Linked DNA regions of Mus musculus: region 2 is linked to region 1. A link is a contact called in public Hi-C data. All regions are on one chromosome and are shown on one strand. The core of a region is the stretch at or near the end of the contact, and the rest is flanking DNA. Distances in the headings are between cores, read along the strand shown.

Evidence for each region. A called contact is a pair of places that touch in the nucleus more often than the background predicts.
Region 2: a Hi-C map of pro-B cells shows a contact between it and region 1, with 2.8 times the contacts expected there. The contact joins two enhancer-like sites. A contact is called at or near these places in 20 of 484 Hi-C or Micro-C datasets (the C10 cell line, CD4 T cells, CD8 T cells and 10 more), 5 of 115 datasets of contacts at active chromatin or transcription factors (T-cell acute lymphoblastic leukemia, embryonic stem cells, heart atrium and 1 more) and 4 of 9 other capture datasets (adipose tissue, embryonic stem cells, liver and 1 more).

The regions. Positions count from the first base shown.
Region 1 is chr6:119,500,954-119,503,481 of GRCm38.p6, reverse strand. All of the region lies in intron 1 of Wnt5b (wingless-type MMTV integration site family, member 5B), which reads left to right. Among named protein-coding and RNA genes, the nearest start is that of Gm30690, 16 kb to the left of the region's middle. Within about 2 kb of position 1,266, at least 48 of the 459 cell types and tissues checked have an H3K27ac peak or open chromatin away from gene starts, as enhancers often do. A contact at or near this core is called in T-cell acute lymphoblastic leukemia and pro-B cells, where this site is marked.
Region 2 is chr6:119,620,565-119,623,092 of GRCm38.p6, reverse strand. All of the region lies in intron 18 of Erc1 (ELKS/RAB6-interacting/CAST family member 1), which reads left to right. Among named protein-coding and RNA genes, the nearest start is that of Wnt5b, 77 kb to the right of the region's middle. Within about 2 kb of position 1,267, at least 8 of the 459 cell types and tissues checked have an H3K27ac peak or open chromatin away from gene starts, as enhancers often do. A contact at or near this core is called in T-cell acute lymphoblastic leukemia and pro-B cells, where this site is marked.

The sequences.
Region 1 (2,528 bases), core at 17-2,516:
ATGTTGACCTCTGGCCTCCCCATGCAGGATTCCCTTGGCAGGGACACAGAAATTACCAGAGTCTTTTGAGACCATGCTGAGATTTTAATAGATTTCCAGTAAGGTTTCTGCTGCAAGATGGTGCCTGATGTGTTTTCAGTCTCCGTTAAAAGTTCTGTCTCCTCATGGGAAACTCAGTAGAGTCCTATGCTCTGGGGATCCCAGATTGTCACCCACGTCCTTTGAGTCCTTCCAGAAGTCACCTCTGTGGGAACTAGCCTAATCCCATGAGCCTGGCTTTAATCACTCCATAAGGTAGATCCTTCCCGACCCAAACATCCAAAGATCACGCCACCTCTAACAGGTATCTTAGTTGCTCTCTCACATTAGGGATCACGTTTCGGTACGATTTTTTTTTTTTAGAGACAAATTAATTTCAGACCATAGCATCCCTTGTAAAGTCATCCACTATAATCAAAATACAGGACATTGCTCCACCCTAAAATCTTCCTTTTGTCCCTTTGCAATCTGATTCGGGTTTTGTTCATGCAAATAACGAGCCTGTCTAAATACAGGAATTTTGTGTTTATTTCGTATTTGTGTGTGGTATGTGTACATAGATGCACATGGGTGTGGAGGCCGGGGTTAAACAGTAGGTTCCCTTCCATGATTTCTCTCCACCTTTGTTTTTGGGCTCTTTAAGTGAAATTTTAGGGTTCCCCCTGCCTTGTCTTCGACTATCTGGGCCCAGCTTTTTTTTTTTTTTTTTTTTTTTTCCTTTTATGTGGGTCTGGGGCTCTTACACTTACATGGCAGGTATTTTACTGAGCATATCTCCAGATCCACAGGAATGTTTTAACCAAATCAAAACACTGTTTATTACATAATAGGCCTTTTGAATTCCCAAGTGAGCCTCAGTTGACTTTAGCACATAGCCCTCAGGGTACACCCCAAAGTCCTCTCACTGGGCCACCAAGCAGAGTCCTGCCTCGTTTTTGAAAGCATGCCAAGGGACCCCGACTGGCAAACATCCAGCAGAGGCTAGAAAGTAGCCTCTAAGTAAAGACTCTGCACCTGCACTACAGATTCAGTTGTAACTTGTCACCAAGAAGTCACCAGAGAACTGTGACCAAGAAGATGATAGAGCCGTGTCAGTACCTTAGCAAAACACCCTCGTGGAAATCGGGTCGAAATTAGAAAGGGTAAGATATGTCTTACGTGTGATAGCAGGGAGGGCATGAGAGGCTGAGCAGAGAGCTTGCAGCCTCTCAGCATGAAGCAAGCAGTGAGGCAGCCGAGGCATTGCTGGAAACCGGAAGTGACTGAAAGGGAACAGTCTCGCGCTTCTTTCAAAATCTAGTGCTGTGTGAATAAACTAGACCTAGTTTACTTTACATGTGACCCAACATCATAGTGTTTCTGAGAAAACATAAGGTCTGGGGACAGGGAGATCCTCAGCAGGTCAAGGCCTTTGCGGCTGAACCTGATGACTTGAATTTGATCCCTGAGCCCCACATACTGGAAGAAGAGAATTAGAACCACGGGTGTCTTCTGACCTCCTCACATATGCAGTGGTACCCACTCCTGCGCACATACAAACACACAAGATGAATGTTTTTTTTTAAAAGAAGACATAGGCTGGGCAGTGATGGCACACACCTTTAACCCAGCATTCATGGGGCAGAGGCAGGTGGATCTCCGTGAGTCTGGTCTACAGAGTGAGTTCCAGGACAGCCAGGAATACACAGAGAAACCCTGTCTCAAAAAAGAATGAAAGAAGGGAGGGAGAGAGGGAGGTAGGGAAGAAGGGAGGGAGAGAAGGAGAGAGAGAGGCAGGGAGGGAGGGAGGGACAGAGGGAGGGAGAGAGGGAGGTAGGGAAGAAGGGAGGGACAGAGGGAGGGAGAGAGGCAGGCAGGGAGGGAGGGAGGGAGGGAGGGAGGGAGGGAGGGAGGGACAGAGGGAGGGAGAGAGGGAGGTAGGGAAGAAGGGAGGGACAGAGGGAGGGAGAGAGGCAGGCAGGGAGGGAGGGAAGGAGGGAGGGAGGGAGGGAGGGAGGGAAGAAAAGGAGGGAGGGAAGAAGGGAGGGAGAGAGGCAGGGAGGAAGGGAGGAAGGGATTCTCTGACACCAGGACCAGAAGAGGATCCCGATTTGGGTTCCACTAGATCAGATACTTGTCTTATCAGAGCAGCCATCACGGCCCTGGGGGTGTGACTCAGTGGGTAACTGAATGTTGGCCCAGCACCCACATAAAGAAAAGTGGGTACACAGAGACTGAAGAAATGACCATCCAGAGACTGCCCCACCTGGGGATCCATACCATAAACAACCACCAAAACCAGACACTATTGTGGATGCCAGCAAGCGTTTGCTGACATGACCCCGATATAGCTGTCTCCTGAGAGGCTCTGCCAGTGCCTGACAAATACAGAAGTGGATGCTCACAGCCATCCATTGGATGGAGCACAGGGCCCCCAATGGAGGAGCTAGAGAAAGTACCCAAGGAGCTGAAGGGGTCTGCAACCCTATAGGTGGAACAACAATATGAAC
Region 2 (2,528 bases), core at 18-2,517, 120 kb before region 1:
TCCCAGGTCTCTGGTGCATTCTGGAGGGTTCCCCCCAACCTCCTACCTCCCGAGGTTGCATGTTTCCATTCTTTTTGCTGGCCCTCAGTGATTTCAGTCATTTTCCCCCCACCCAATACCCAATCATGTTCCCCTCTCCACTCCCACATCTCCTTTCCTTCCCACCCTCCCCCTCCCCCACTTTGTGGTTGCTTTCTTCAACTGTAATTCATAAACATCAAAAGAATGGAAACCTAAGCTAGGGCTTCAACAGTTAGCATCAACGGAGTGCTTGCTCTGCTTTGCCGTCTGTTCCTTCTCAATGTCTGCTCATGTGGCAAAACGGATGGGTGCTCCCCTTAGCCACCTTTAGAAGAAGACTGACTTAAGACTTAAAAGCTCTCACCTCTCAGGCTTTCCAGCACTTGTGGTAAGGTTTCAATATGTGAACTTCGAGCCGAAACAAACATTCCGACTATGTGAGAGGTCACCAGAAGGCATTCTAGAAAACAAAAATGTAGTATCTCAGTCTGTTGATATATATTCTCTTTCTGCCATAAGCTAGAAGGACAGACTGACAAATATATATGTGTTAGATTAAAATATAAAGAACCTGAGTGTTCAACAATACAGGATAAGCAATCTATTCTATATGACCAGAAAAAATTAGGAGTGAGACTGTGAAAATTAATGTTTATCATTATCAGACTAATAATCCTAAAGAGTTATTAGGTGCTGAATTTAAGCTATGCCCCTTTCTAAATGCTTTTATTCTATTAGCTTAATTAACCAACCTGTACTATACAGTCTTTTAGTCAAAATCCATGATCTACCCCCATTTTAAAGATAGGGAAATTGAGGTTCAGAATTTACCTCATAGCATGCCTAAGGATAGATGACTAGTATATGGAAGTAGAATTTAAACTAAGCCAATTTGGCCCTGAAGTTCTTGCCCCTAGGCGTCATTCACTGGATATCTCTGTAACTTTTTTTTTCTTTTTTTTCTTTTTTTTTTTTTTTTTTTTGGAAATAATCAAAATGCTTTTACTTCACCATGAAATGTGTTGGAGATAAGCAGTCAAATTTTGACAAAGCCAGATGGCTGGAAAATTGAAACAGTATTTCCTCCCAGAGATGAACCCTGCAGGGTAGAGTGGAGTTTAAATGTATATAGAAATAGGTACCAGGTGAGGGTGAATCAGAGAGTGCTCCCTCTTACTAGTTCACTCCCAGGAGGAGGCAGAATGGAGGACTTGGTGCATTTGTTCCTGCCCATTGCTGTGTAACAGACCATGGCCAAAAGCAGTTGATAGAGGAAGTTTATTTTGGCCTACATTCCAGAGGGATAAGAGCCCGTTATGTCGGGTGAGCATGGCAGCAGGAACAGGAAGCTGAAGGTTCACTTTTGTTACCTTAAACAAAGAGCAGAGAGTTAACTGGAAGTAGGCAGTGTCCACTCCAGCAAGGCTGTGCCTACTAAACTTCCCCCAATGGGACCTCCAGCTGGAGACCAAGTGTTCAAATACCTGAGCCTATGGAGGACATCTCATTTAAACCACTTAAAATGTCTTAATATTGTTAGTGATTGTCACTCATAAAAGGAGTCATGGGGGATCTTTAACGTTATTCTTCAGATTGTGTTCATGGTAAACACTTAAAAACCATACGATATGACTTTTGATGCTTTAAAACTTTATTTGAACGATATTTTTATTGTGAACCATACATTACTTTTGTATATTCTGACTCAAATAAGTGGTCATAAGATGGTTGTAGGGTACTCATCTACCAGCTGCCCATAGTCAGGCTACCTTTGTAGTGAAGATAGAGGATCAAAAAGGCCTTTGGAACATTTGATTATTTTTGAAACCTAAATTATTTATTAGTTGCTGTTAAATTTATACATGTATCTTCTGTAGTAAGTTACACACTTTTTAATTCTCTAAGATTTTTCTAGATGATCTGTTAATTAATTTATAAGTAATAACTTCTTCCCAAATACTTACAGTCATAATATTTATATAAAATCTACCCAAAACTAAATGAGCTGTTTAAAATAATAAGTAGTTTCTTAGATAACATGGAAATGACTCCTACCTAAATATAAACTAAAATATTAATGTTACAGGATATCATTTATAGTACAACCTATCCTTAATTATCAGTATAAAAAATGTAGTGTATAAAGCTTTGAGACTGTTGTCTTCCCTGCACAAAGTTACCTACCTGTTTCAGCTCAAGTGACTACAACAAATACCATAGAGTAGGTGGCTGAAATAGTAGTTTATCTGTTTGCTCACAGTATAGAGGTCTGGAGGTCCAAGGTAAAGTTTCTGCTGACTCCTTTCCTGGTGGGAGCACTCCTCACCAGGGCTAGCTTCTCTGTGTTCACATGGAGGAGTTCTTTGACTCATTTGCTCTCGGAACAGCTACAGCCACAAGGTAGGTGTCAACCCTTCGACTCCACTGAGTCTGAATTCATTCCTAAAGACCTTGTCTCTAGAAGCAGTGACATTGGGGTTAGAGCTTCAGTATTTGAATTGCTTTGA